3 separate regions of the Mus musculus genome follow, and regions 1 and 3 are each linked to region 2. The links are chromatin contacts, called in public HiChIP or PLAC-seq and promoter capture Hi-C maps. All regions are on one chromosome and are shown on one strand. Each heading gives the region's core, a stretch centred on a gene start, on an enhancer-like site or on the middle of the called end of the contact. The rest is flanking DNA. Distances are from core to core; before and after follow the strand shown.

Region 1 (4,546 bases), core at 1,208-3,707, 140 kb before region 2:
ATTCCAATAGAGAACTTGTCTCCAAAGTAAAACCCCAACCAGTCTTGCTTCTACTTCCTTGCTCTTATGCTGTGGGACAGTCTTCAGCCTTCCTTGGCTTACAAACAAGGACACCAGGCTCAGTGCAGAGTATGCGTGGTCACCCACACACTCAGACAGTAAGCTCTCCTACACAGTAACTCGGATGCTAAGAAGCATGGCGCTTCCCAGTCACATTCTTCCTCTGAAATAGCTTTGACTCCTGGGGTGGGGGTTGCATGAGGCACGACCTGGCCTCCAACTGGAGAGATGGGCAAGCCTTGAGCGTCCGCTATGTCTGACTTCACCTCCCAAGTGCTGGCTGCGAACCATCGTGTGCAGCTTTGTTTTTTAAGGCCTTGGACATGCACAGATCTGGCTGGATAAAATTTTTCTCACAAGTGCAAACAACTCTGTCTCTAGCATTCTAATTTTTAAAAAAGTCTACATCTGTGAGTGTTTCTACATGCATGTACCTGCATGTACGAGAGTGTGGAGGCTAGAAGCTGTTGGGTGTCATTAAGGAAGGATCTCATTGGCCCCAAGTCTCAACTTTTCTTGGCTAGTCTGGAAGGCCAAAAGCTTCAGCGGACCCATGAGCCCCTGGAGCCTCCCCTTGACAGCCTGGTGCTGGCACCCGAACCCCAGACTTGTGCAAGTGCTCTTAACTACTGCAGCCCTAGCCCCTCAATTTTTTTTTTCTTTTTTTGTTTTGTTTTTCGAGAAAGGGTTTCTCTGTATAGCCCTGGCTATCCTGGAACTCACTTTGTAGACCAGGCTGGCCTCGAGCTCAGAAATCCACCTGCCTCTGCCTCTCAAGTGCTGAGATTAAAGGTGTACACCACCACCACGCCCGGCTTGATATTTTTCCTAAGGTAAGTGATTATACAAGTGTGGGCCAGGGCTGCCCATGAATTCTTAAGATACTCTCGGGAGGCCTGAAACCAAAACTCACCATGACATTACTCAAGACTTTTCTGCTCTCATTCTCCATTTGGTGTTCAGTGGAGTCTTCCAGAGCTGCGTGGGTTGTACCATCTAGTAAAAGATGGTATGCGAAAACTAACGAGAGAAAAGCTGCCTTTGCTGGAAGGCTGCGTCCCAGGCTTACTCTTCTTCAAATTTGCTTCTGCTTTGGAAAGCAGGCTTTCTAAAGTGTTAACTAACCTGGGACGATATCGAGGCTGGAGTGATGGCTCGGCAACCCTAGCAGACCACTCGAGTCCCACAGAAGGCTACAAATGGGCTTCAGTGGCAGAACCCTTGTCTGGTGTAAGCAAGGCCCTGGGTTCAATCTCTAGTATGAAAAACAAACTTTTTGGAATCTTTGATCCTTTTTTTTTTCGAGACAGGGTTTCTCTGTGTAGCCCCGGCTGTCCTGGAACTCACTTTGTAGACCAGGCTGGCCTTGAACTCAGAAATCCGCCTGCCTCTGCCTCCCGAGTGCTGGGATTAAAGGCGTGCGCCTCTTGCTTTGGCCTCTCAAGGGCTGGTATTACAGGTGTGGGCCACCACCTCTGGGTTACATGCTGCTGTGGGGCCGACAGGGCCAGCTTTAGGCATTAGGCCCTTGAGCAACCGAGCCACAGTGTCAGCTCTTCCTTTTTTAAAGAATTCGTTTATTTTGGGACAGGGCCTCAATATGCAAGCCAGGTTTTACAAGTAATGCTATTTCAGGGTCAGCCATCTGACCCAGTTCTGAGCATTATTTTCAAAACTACTAAATGACCATTGAGAAGAGTCACAAAAGTTTCAAGACCAAAGTTCTTGAGAACAGCCTGGTTTTTTTGTTTTTAATTTAAATTATTTTTGTGATAGGATCTCAATACATAACCTGGCTGTCTTCGAACCCAGAAGTTCGTCCGCCTGCCTCCTTTCCCCAGTGCTGTGATTCATGCCATGCGAACTCCAGGCAAGTTTTCCTTTTTCAAAGACCCTCTCGAGGGAGATCTGACCCATTCCCCTGACCTGGGAGCTCTCGGGTCACCTCCTCAGCCGTGGAGGCGAGCAGGGCGTCCCAGTGGGGCTGCACCGGGGCTTTATGTGACCCAGCGTTTGCTGGCTCGGTTCCTAAGAATCCGAGACCAGCGTTGTCTTCTCTGAGCTCACGGTTTCCATGGCCCTCTCTACCGTGGAGGGAGGGCTCTGAACGCGTTTTCCTCATCCTTCCTGCTCTGACGTCTTACGGTTCTCGCTCCCGTCTTGCCAATTTATGTAGGGTCCCTCGAGAGAAAAACCTGCCCTTTTCTTGTCACTTTCTAATAACTTCCTCCAACGGAGGATGACTCCGTACGGGTCGGGCAGAGGGTGGCAGCGAGACTCGACGATGACGGCGCCGTCGGCAGCCGGGACCCCACGCCCACCCCTTTACCTGCTGCAGGCGCCGGCACAGAGCCACACACGCTGCGCGCGCCGCCATCTTGGTGCCCTGATCGCCCAGGACCGCTTCCGGGGTCACAGCATTGTTCGCGAACCATAGAGTTCGAAAAGGAAAGAGTGTCTCCTGTGTTCCGACACTGAAACAACCATAGAGACGGTGCTCCTTGAATTTTTTTAAAATTATATTTTAAATTTTCTATTTTCTTATTTATTTACTTATTTATTATTCACTCATTCATTTAAGGTTTTGAGTGGATGCGTCGCTTCCGCCGTCTGGATAAACTCCCAGGTTCTATCTATACGCTGTCTATCCTAAGATCCTATTTGTCTTGGGTGGTTCTGTTTGCTTAGAGACAAACACAACAGAAATACTTGGGAAGGAAGTTGCTGCTGCTACTGAGTCCAAATTCTAACATTTTACCTTATTGCAAAAGGCGTTTCATTCTTAAACTTTGTTCACACCATCGGAATGCCAGGCTTGTTAATGGATTTTTCTAAATTGTGTTTTTCAAAATGCCTTCCCATGCAATTTAGCATAATGGAAGCTCCACACTTAGGCGCTCTGGTTTCTATTTAGGTGGGTGACTTGATCAAATTTCTTCCGTACTTTGAACCCCCTTTTTTTTTTTTTTTTTCTTTCACTTGCCAAGTAGAGATGAGAACAAATCATACTTGCAGTAGAGGATTAAATGAGATTAAAATGCTACATGATAAATGTCATCCTGAATTTGTGACATCTCTTCTACATCCTGGGCCTTAAGAGGTTGTTGGGAAAATGAATAAGGGTCAACTTAATGCGAATGAAACAAAGTATATGTCTTAGTAAGGGTTTCTATTGCTGCTACAAAACAACATGATCAAAAAGCAAGCTGGGGAGGAAAGGGTTTATTTGGCTTGCACTTCCAGATCACAGTCCATCACTGGAGGAAGTCAGGACAGGAACTCAAGCAGAGCTGGAATCTGGAGGCAGGAGCTGATGCAGAGGCCATGGAGGGGTCCTGCTTACTGGCTTGCTTCCCATGGCTTGCTCAATCTGCCTTCTAATAGAACCCAGAACTACCAACCCAGGAATGGCAGCACCCACAGTAGGCTGGGCCCTCCCCCACAGATCAGCAGTTGTGAAAATGCCTTACAGTTGGATCGTATGGAGATATGTCTTCAACTGAGGCTCCTTCCTCTCCAGTGACTCCAGCTTGGGTCAAGTTGACACACAAAACTAGCCAATACTATATCTCCATAAACCATCATGCCAATGTAAAGCTGGGTCTCCCACAAGCAGGCATTAATTCTTATTTGGCAGGCCAGAGAACTAAGCAAAGGGTAGAATGTCCAGATGGCACAACTGATGAGAGATTTATGAATATGGACCACTTTCCTGCCCCTCAGGCGGGCCTATATGTGATCTCTATATGGAAACAGAATCTTTAACTAGTGTGTGGCTGGATTTGGCTATGCCCTACCTGCACAGGCAACCCAGAAGTGTCCTCAGAATTAGCTCTGGTGGCCCCTCTCAGCCAATGATCTGTTCTGACAGTACCCCAACCTTAATCTCTTTACTACCTCTAGACTTTGCATCCATCTCTCCGTATGGTCCTTCATGATGGCTTCTCACCCAGCCTCCAGTCCTTCTGGGTGGTCTCAGCTCAGGGAGTCTACTGCACCCCTAACTAGGGAATGACTCTCACTTAGGATACCTAATCTTATGCTCACAGAAGTAATTGTATCATAATTTTAAGGTGAGGTTCAGAGCCAAGTTGACTTGGCCAACGTCATATGGTGAGGTCCAGCTGAACCCGTAGCCACCTTCACAATCCTAGTTCAAGGACTGTACTACTCTTACAGTGGGCTGTTTCTGTCTATGATGATGTTCAGTGTTGATGTCTCTTTTGGATGAGAAGACTTTAGGTACCCTCCTGCCCACCCCACTTCACAGAGAAAGTTTGATTGACTTGGTTTTATGACTTGGCAGCATGATCTGCTAATTGGAACCAGAGAGGTGTGCTCTAAGCAGCCTTCACTACTAGATGTCCTCTCCTTGAAGGCCCCGGTCTTTGTTTCCATGGATTCTCTCAGCTGAGATTCAGATCTTCCAGGGCTGCTTGTGGCCACTGAAGCTGTGTTTGCATCATTAGATTTCTCCACATCTTAT
Region 2 (4,499 bases), core at 806-3,305:
GCCCCTTGACCTAGGGTTCCCATTCAGACCCTCTGTACTCTCTTCCTTTCGGACCAGGTCTGGAAACAGTCTCATGCCCTTGCTGGCGGGGGATGCCTCAAGTCTCCCTTACTAGATTTTCCTTGCCTTGCCATTACACCATTATCCAGCACTTGCTACATGATAGAACCCCTGGACACAACAGCATAAATATTCGATCAAAATCAGTCACAGTATAAGAGAAATAATGTAAGCAGCTGAGTCCGTCAAAAGGAACATCTAAGGGGTCTCAGTTGGTAGATAAGAATAATCACATAGAATTCCCAAATCCACGGCTTGTTCCCTAGCACCATATAAACTAGAGTTGGTGGCATGGTAGAAGCACTTGGGAGGCAGAGGAAGTTCAAGGGCATCCTTACTACATGGGGAATTTGAGCTACAAGGACCTTGTCTCAAACAACAAAACAAAACAGCAGCAAACAAAGCGCCGACTCTGAGGATGTGGTAAAGAACCGTTGCCTCTTGCTAAGCCAGGAGTATAGCTTAAAGTTAAAGGTGGAAGTGGAGAGGCGGCCCAGAGATTAAGAGCATCTGCTGTTTCTGCACAGGACTTGGGCTTGGTTCCCGGCACACAGCATGGTGGCTCACAGCCCCCTGTAACGTCAGGTCCAGGGGATCTGAGGCAAAATACCTATACACAGAAAATAAAGAAATCTTCTAAAGTTGAAGGTTCTGCTTGTACATAAGACCCTTCTGGGAGATCCTCTGAAAGGCCAAGCAAAGAATGATAGCCATGTGCCTGTTCTCTAGAGGGAGAAAGCAATGTCTCCTAGCCAAAGATGACAAACACTAGAGATGTTCAGACCCTCTGGGACTCACGGTTCGGGGAGCGTGATATAGCTGGCCACACTGTAGACCCAGTCAGGGAACAGAATGTGATGAATTCCAATGTGGCCCCCCATCTCTGTTCTCCCAGCTCAGAAAGGGTCTCCTAAAGTCCAGGCTGGCCTTGAACTCACGATGAAACCGGAGGATGACCTTGAACTCTGATCCTCCTGCCTCCACCACCAAGTGCCAAGATGGGGCCACCACGTGCACGCAGCTCCTTTTCTTCTTTTTCATTCAGCCTGGTAGCACAGCTCTGAGATGGCACCACCCACAGTCAAGCTGAATCTTCCCTTCTCAGATATACCTCTCAGGAAATGTCTTCGCCAGCATTCACACAAGAGTCTTCAAGCTGATTCTACACGGCCATCGAGCTGACGGCCATGATTGACCGGCAGGGCATGGAGAAGTGGTTCGGCAGGTTAAGAGCATGTATTGCCTTAGCAGAGGGCCAGAGTTTGGCTCTCAGAACTCACACCACAGCTGCCCAGAACTGGCTCTAGAGGATCCAGCACCCTCTTCTGGCAGCTATGGGTACTACAATCATGTGCGCAAATCCACACACATAAGTTGACACATAGATAAAAATAAATTCTTTTTTTTTTTTTTTTTTTTTCCGAGATAGGGTTTCTCGGTATAGCCCTGGCTGTCCTGGAACTCACTCTGTAGACCAGGCTGGCCTCGAACTCAGAAATCCACCTGCCTCTGCCTCCCGAGTGCTGGGATTAAAGGCATGCACCACCACGCCCGGCTCAAAAATAAATTCTTACAGCATACTCACCAAAACTACAACTCCCCATTAACACATACCCCAGTCCACACGGTGCCTCCCAAATGCCCCACTCAGTCCACAAATAACTTTTTATAGCTCTGAAAACACAGACAGTATCTGCCCTACTCCGGATAATGCTAAAAACCCACATGTGTGTTCGCTGCCCATTTCCTAGAGATGATTTTCCCAAAACCTGTGGGAATCCAGGATCACAACAGCCCTTCTGCTTTTCCTAGGTGCTTCCCACAACAGCAGGCATTAGATGGACAACCACAGGCCCCTCCCTGGCCAACAATCACATGCTCTGACTGCAAGAACCTGAGAGGAGTTACCTGTTTCAGGGTTGAGACCGCTGGTGAGCCCTTCAGGGTAGTCTTGCTCCCGTGTCTTCCTCCTTCACTGACCTCTGGAGCTGGAGCCTGTAGAAGCAACCCAAACAACATATTTAGGAAACCTGGCTCGGACGAGGGTACAGGTAGCCAACATGAGGCTGGGGCTGGGGAGGAAGCCAGGGTTAGCTTGGGTGGGCCATTCTGAGAGGCCCCAGAGCCATTGCTGAGGAAGGGGTCTGGGATAGGCCAGGACTTAGGAGAGTCGAGCTGGGGATTGGGATGTTTGATTGGGCCTCTGGTGAGACAGCATGTAGCCGGATAGGTGTGGAACAAAGCCACTTGTCAGAGTTTTTTTTTTTTTTCCTTGAGTAATTGTCGTCCCAGAGGCTCACTGCCTCAGTCTGCTAACCCAGGCCTAGCTCTGGAAGCTTCTAGCCTCTGTAAAATATTATCTAAACCTAGAGTGTCTTCAGCCTCTGAGACTGACTGCTGAGTAAGCTTACCCTTTCCAGGGCTTTCTGAGCTCTGCTGGCTGAGCTGTTCTGGCTCAAACTCCTCTCCAGGCTGACTGATTCTGTCTGGCTTCTCTCAGCTTCTCCTGAATTGCTCTGCTTGGCCTCAAACTAACTCTGACAGTTATGTTCTAATCTTCTGGCTCCTTCTCACTCTCTGGCTCTTTCTGTCTTTACCTGGGTCTAGCTTGTTCTCTCTCTGCAACCTGTCTCTGAACAAACCACCCATTAAAACTGCCTCCTCTGCACCGCTCTCTCTTCTTGGGAAACTTGGGCCGATCCTATTCTGTCAAATCTTTCTCTGATTAGTCACTTTGTCTGCCACTCAATCAGACATCACTTTTAAACATGGCTGCTTCCTTCGACAAACTAACTTTACGTTCATTGTTGGGGATTAAAGCTGTGTGCTAAGGGTGTGTCTGCTGAGCCACCCCACAACTAGAAACAGCCCCCCCCACTTCAGTAAATAACATAACCCCATTGTTCACAGTATGATCACCTCAGGGTTTATAATGTGATCAAATATCCTGCAACACCCAGAGTCACCCAGCCTAGGTTCTTCTTCCCTTCATGTTCCACACCTAATCCTCCAGTGAATGACGTCAGTATTAACTGTAAAGCACTTCTGAAGTCGGGTCATTTCTTACCACCTCTGCAGCCACTCTGACTTCAGTAGCTAGCGGCACATACTCAGTGCAGTGACCAGCTCACTGATGCTGTCGGAGCCTTGTGTTGTGGAAATACAGAGCGTGGCACATTGTAGGTGCCGGGGGTGGGGTGGGGGTGGGGGGAACAGTCGAAAGATTTATCGTGGATCAAAGGAAGGAAGAGAAAAAGAACTACAAAGAAGGAAGTTGTTGCCAGTGTCAAAAGTAGTGGGTTTCAGAATGATAAGAAGTAGTGGCGCACGCCTTTAATCCCAGTACTCGGGAGGTAGAGGCAGGCGGATTTCTGAGTTCGAGGCCAGCCTGGTCTACAGAGTGAGTTTCAGGTCAGCCAGGGCTATACAGAGAAACCCTGTCTCGAAAAACCACACACACACAAAAAGAACTGATGTTCTATCAGTGTGCAACAGAGAGGCCCCAGGGAGGGAGGCCTTGGAGGGACAGTTTCCACAGAAGGCAGGAGCCACCTGCCTGCCGCACACTCTACCGAGAGCCTATTCTGGGCCAGACCCACCTCTCATGGTCAATAGCAAAGGAACAAAGCCAGGAGATACTGGTCTACCTGTCCAGACGAGGGCTGAGTTAACCCTGCCTGCTGTGAGATGCACGGGATAAGGTTCCAGGCGCATAGTAGGTCAAGGAATCGGTGCATGGGAAAGAGTTCTATGTAGGAAGAGGGCCATTTCTCCCCAGAGTAGGAGACCAGAGTGCAGAAGGAGGCGATAAGACAGGTACAAGGGGCTCCTGGCTGGCAGGCTTCCTATGAGCCAATGGAGCCAGGCTGTCTGAAGTGAAGTTAGCAGACAGGGCAAGTTCACTGAAGGTGGAGGTGACGTGGCCTACCTCTCAGCCTGGTATTCCTCAAGCTCAGGCCTACCCTTAAAAGCGGGCCTTCTTCTGTCATAGCCCTGTCCCTAACTGGAGAGAGACTCTGGCCCTGCAACTCTCCGGCCCGGTTTCAGCCAGAAACGATGGTTTTGGTTTGATAGGGATGTGACTTGTACTGCTATGGGGTTCTGAGCAGGTCGGGTCGACCGTCAGTGCTCCACAAATAAAATGGGAGGGGCTGCAGACAGCATCTGTCAGGCCAGGAAACTGCACTTCTCCAAGATTCTGACAGGAAAGTCTCACGTCCCAGTCCCTGGTTCCAGCTGCTTACAAAAGCCATGACGCTATTATAAGAGATAACACACGTATTTTTTGTTTGTTTGTTTTTAAAATATCTACCTAAGAGCTGGGTCTGTCAGAAGTTGAAGTCTTCACACAAGTGTCCTATGAAGCATTTTTCACAGAGGGCAAAAATGAGTTTTAAAGTAACTTGCTTAGAGTCTTTTAGGCAGTTGATGAACCCCCA
Region 3 (4,811 bases), core at 2,201-4,700, 180 kb after region 2:
CTGGAGAGATGGCTCAATGGTTAAGACTGGTTCTTCTTCAAGCACAATCTGGGTTCATCCCCAGCACCCATATGGTGGTTCACAATCCTCCATAACTGCAGCTCCGGAAAATTTGGTGCCATCTGCTGGCCTCCTTGGGGACTGCACACATTTGGCGGATATACATACATGCAGGCAAAGCACCCATACACATAAATTAGCACTTAACCCACTTTTAAAGGAGCAGAGCTTTTTTTTTTTTGTTAATTTGCTTCTATTTGCCCACTCAAAACATAGGATTTTTCATGTATCTGCTGTCGTTTGCCCTTCTACAACAGACTGCTTGTCCCAATGTCTGCTTTTGTCAAGACCTATAAGACTTCCTCTAAACAAATATGTGTCATACAAGCATCAAAGGTTTCCCCCAAGTGTCTCATCTTAAGAGACTTACAAGTGGACTTTTTTTTTTCAAGACAGGGTTTCTCTGTATAGTCCTGGTTGTCCTGGAACTCACTTTGTAGACCAGGCTGGCCTCGAACTCAGAAATCTGCCTGCCTCTGCCTCCCGAGTGCTGGGATAAAAGGTGTGCGCCACCATGCCTGGCTTACAAGTGGACTTTAAAAGAAATAATTATCTATTATATGAGTACACTGTCCTCAGACACACCAGAAGAGGACATTGGGTTCCATTACAGGTGGTTGTGAGCTACCATGTATTTGCTGGGAATTGAACTCAGGGCCTTTGGAAAAGTAGTCAGTGCTCTTAACCTCTGAGCTGTCTCTCCAGCCCCCACAAGTGGACTTTTTCAGTAGTCACCAAGTTAACCTATTTTTACCCCTATGCTATCTACCTTTTGTGTTATATTTAGAAAGATCTTTTCAAAAGAACATCACATAAATATTTACAGGTCTGTTTGCCCACACATGGGTCCTGAAAGAGGATATAAAGCTAATTTGTTTTTTTAGTTTCAACTTCATCATAGGTTCTTTTTCCTTCCTTTCCGGTGTCGATATGTGAGTTCATTTTTTTTGAGTATTGAAGTAGCAAGAGCCACATTTTGCACCTCAAAATTGTGAGGGTTGTTTCTTTATTATGATGCTGCTGGCCAATCGTGCATTAGGAGTTTCACAGACTTATCTAGCAATAGCGATTTAAAAACAACAACAACAACAACAAAAAGTTTTATGTGGGGGTAAGTGTTCTGTAATCTGAAAGTCTTCCAATTTTTCTGTCAAACACCACCCCCTGCGCACACACACACACACACACACCGTTTCATTGTTTCTGAGAGCATCTTACAGCGCTGCCTAGCTGGCGTTAGATTCCTGACCTCCCTCCTCAGCCTCCTGAGTGTGAGCCACCAGGCTAGACTTTGCCTTTGGTTTGTCTTTTGTTTTGTAATGGGGTTGGTCAGTATCCGTTACTTTTCTGTTGCTGGGATAAAATACTATGACCAAAGGCAACTCATGGAAGAGTTTCTCCTGCCTCAAGCTTCCAGGAGTTCCAGAGAGCTCCATGCCCATAATGGTGGGGATGGCATGGAGAGGGAGGAGCCTGAGACCGCATCCTAATCGCACACTGGAAGCCGAAAGAGCAAGCAGGAAGTGGAGTGAGGCTATAAATTCTCCAAGCCCTCCCCCAATGACGTACTTCCTTCTGCAAGGCTCCACCTCCCAAAGTTCCCTCCACCAATAGAGAACCAAGTATTTAGATACATGGGTCGGGGGGGGGGGGTCTCATTAAAGCCACCAGAAGGCCACACTGTGCCATCCAAGCCACTCTCAGATTCCTAGGCTCACGTGATCATCTTGTCTCAGTCTCCCAAGCAGCTAGGGTGACAAAAACATACCACCAAGTTCAGCTGCCCTACATCTTGCCAAAACTAAATCGTTTTTCTGGATGTGGGACTTTCAGACTAAACTGGGAGATGTCCAAAGCAAACGGGACCAAGGAGTCACTGTGGCTGTCAGGTTCTTCGGACTGTGTGGGAGACATGTGCAGTTCACACAGGGATGCCGGGCTGTGTGTGGAGTCACAGTCGATGCTCTTGTGAGTGGATGTGTGTGCTGAATTGTCCTCTAGGGAACCCTGGTGTGCTAGAATCGTGAAGAAAAGTTGGATTAGGCACTGGGGAGTTGGTTCGCTCTGGAAAGTGTATGCCATGCAGGCATGAGGACCAGAGTTCGGATTCTCGTCACAAACATAAAAACCAAGGCTCTGGTATAGCTCCAGGCTCTCAGGGATTGGGCAGAGACAGGAGGATCCCTGGGGCTCCCTGGCCAGCCAGGCTAGCCAGGGAGCCCCAGGTTCATTTAAAGATTCTGTCTGAAAGAATAATAAGGTAAGAGGCTGGTGGGATGGGTCAGTGTATAAGGGTGTTCATCACCAACTGGGATAATATGAGTTGAATCTCTGAAGCCCAATGGGGGAATCTCTTCTGGCCTCCTAGTGCACTGTGGCATGCAAGGTCTACAAACATGTATGTATGTATGTATGTATGTATGTATGTATGTATGTATGTATGTTTGCACCTGTGCTCTCTCTCTCTCTTTCTGTCTCTCTCTCTCTCTCACACACACACACACACACACCCCAAATAAATGAATAAATAAGCATTTAAAATTTTTTAAGGGCCGGTGAGATGGCTCAGTGGGTAAGAGCCCCCGACTGCTCTTCTGAAGGTCCAAAGTTCAAATCCCAGCAACCACATGGTGGCTCACAACCATCCATAATGAGATCTGACTCCCTCTTCTGGTGTGTCTGAAGACAGCTACAGTGTACTTACATATAATAAAAATAAATCTTAAAAAAATTTTTTTTAAGGTGGAGAAGCAATTGAAGAGGGTACCTGACACCTGCCTCTGGCCTACACATGGGCACTCTGTGCGCACAAGAATGTCTCTCCGCACATACACAAGTGCATGTGAAATGAAAGGAGTCTGCTTTAGCAGAGGAGTGGAGGTACTTGACAAGACTGAAGAACTGGAAGGACCGGTATGGACCGGGATTCCAGATTTCAGGAATCAGAGAGGCACTGTAGGGCAGAGACCCAGCCCCCAGCCTGGCAAGATAGAGTCCTGGTACCACGGGCTTGGGAACCAGAATCAGGTTTCAAGCAGAAAATCTCCTTAGGGACTAAGGCTCAGGGTATCGCTCGGCTCTGGAGTTTCCAAGAGTGAACAATTAGGAATGGAGAGATGCACTAAGAGGCTCTGTCCTAAAGCCTCAAAGAGGGCTACCAAGATGGTTCTGTGGATAAAGGTGCTTGCTACCAAGCCTGACAACCTGAGTTCGATTCTGAGGACCCACAGAGTGGAAAAGAAAGAACCGGCTCCCTCAAGTTGTCCTATGACCGCCACATTCATGGACGCATAAATAAATAATAAATAAATAAGGCATTCATGAGACCATGTGAAAAATCACACACAGCCAGCCTGGTTCTCCTTTCCTTAAGCTGCCTGCCTGCCAGTGCTAATTTTAGTGTCAGGGCAGTCTAGAGAAGCGGCTCCCACCGGTTCCTGCCAGTTCAGACTGCGCATTGTTCTTTCGTTTCCTGAAATATCTAACTTTGCATTTCTTTAAAAAAAAATACTACCCCCAATATGCATTGGGATAAAATTAGATCATGAAGAAAAATGTAACGACGAAAGCAAAAGTTCCTGCAATTGCTCTCGATTTAACTGGCTGTTGACGTTTCTGTGTTCTGTCCCGCTCATAGGGAGCCACTGACTTTGTCTCTGGAAGTTCAACTGTGTGTGATTTCTTTTGGGAAGGGTGAGGTATAAGGGTTCCACAGTACTAGCCAACCAGACTGGCATGGCATCTGAGATCGTCCCAGCTCAGCCTTCCAAACGCTGGCATTCTGGCGTGCATCACCACATTCGACTCCAAATGTCATTTTTGGATGGTGGGCGGGGTGGGGTGGGGGTTGTTTGTTTGTTTGATTGCTTGTTTGTTTGTTTGTTTGTTTGTGTGATTGTTTCATTTTGTCTTGAAACAGGATCTCAAAGTGATACAGTCTGGCCTCAAACTCACTATGCAACTAATCGGCCTTAACTCTCTTCCGGTCTGTCTCTCAAGCTAGGGTTACAAACATGTGACATTATGCCTGGCTTGCTAAATGCCTTTTCTAACTGAGTTGGTTGGTTGGTTGGTTAGTTAGTTGGTTTGTTAGTTAGTTGGTTAGTTAGTTGGTTAGTTACATACTTATTTAGTTAGTTGAAACACAGTCTCCTATAGGTCTGCCTGCCCTCAAACTTGCACAGTAGCTGAAGTTAACCTTGAACTCCTCATCCTTCTGTCTCCACCTCTCAAGTTCTGGAAGCCTGCATCACCCTACCCCACCTTAATATATTGTTTTAACATAACATTTGCTGAAAACTTTTTCCGCCTCAATAAATAGTATCTATATCAGCATCAGATGCCAGCTCACCAGAACCTAGTCTTATCTGGGAGATGGAATTCTGGCCATGCCTGTCAAGGGCGGGCTTGATTGAGTTAATGTGAGAAGACTCTTCCTAACCATGGGTGGGAGTGTTCCCTAGGCAGCGGATCCTGGACTACACAGAGCGGAGAACAGTGAGCTAAGTCGTGGCCAGCATACACACACACTGCTTCTCCGCTGTGCATGGGATGCAGCCAGCTCCTCCGAGCTCCAGGTGCCTTGGCTTCCCCCACTCCTCCTGCTCCATGGCAGTCTGTAACTTGAGCTGTGAGTCTGAGTAAACCTTTCTCCCTTAAGTTGCTTTTGTTAGAGTATTTAACAACAGCAACAGGAAAAGAAGCTAAGATACATACTGTTTCCTTAAACTGACAGTCAAAATAAGGGTACA

What was found. HiChIP or PLAC-seq counts read pairs in DNA pulled down with a chosen protein or histone mark. Capture Hi-C pulls out chosen DNA fragments and counts their contacts.
Region 1: a promoter capture Hi-C map of adipose tissue shows a contact between it and region 2, with 2.3 times the contacts expected there. The contact joins the promoter of Mrps10 here to the promoter of Trerf1 in region 2. A contact is called at or near these places in 1 of 15 datasets of contacts at CTCF or cohesin (the NIH/3T3 cell line), 1 of 484 Hi-C or Micro-C datasets (nephron progenitors), 6 of 115 datasets of contacts at active chromatin or transcription factors (the SCID.adh cell line, bone marrow-derived macrophages and embryonic stem cells) and 3 of 9 other capture datasets (adipose tissue, embryonic stem cells and pancreatic islet).
Region 3: an H3K4me3 HiChIP or PLAC-seq map of bone marrow-derived macrophages shows a contact between it and region 2, with 4 times the contacts expected there. The contact joins the enhancer-like site here to the promoter of Trerf1 in region 2. A contact is called at or near these places in 8 of 484 Hi-C or Micro-C datasets (the BV-2 cell line, embryonic fibroblasts, embryonic stem cells and 2 more) and 4 of 115 datasets of contacts at active chromatin or transcription factors (bone marrow-derived macrophages, microglia and stem cell-derived neural progenitor cells).

Annotation. Positions count from the first base shown.
Region 1 is chr17:47,366,798-47,371,343 of GRCm38.p6, reverse strand. It overlaps Mrps10 (mitochondrial ribosomal protein S10), which reads right to left and starts at 2,457. Exons shown (of 7, transcript NM_001146212.1): 1 at 2,390-2,457. The coding sequence starts at 2,437.
Region 2 is chr17:47,227,786-47,232,284 of GRCm38.p6, reverse strand. It overlaps Trerf1 (transcriptional regulating factor 1), which reads right to left and starts at 2,055. Exons shown (of 17, transcript NM_172622.3): 1 at 1,969-2,055.
Region 3 is chr17:47,053,485-47,058,295 of GRCm38.p6, reverse strand. No RefSeq gene overlaps it. Among named protein-coding and RNA genes, the nearest start is that of Ubr2, 45 kb to the right of the region's middle. Within about 2 kb of position 3,450, at least 59 of the 459 cell types and tissues checked have an H3K27ac peak or open chromatin away from gene starts, as enhancers often do. A contact at or near this core is called in bone marrow-derived macrophages, microglia and myeloid progenitors, where this site is marked.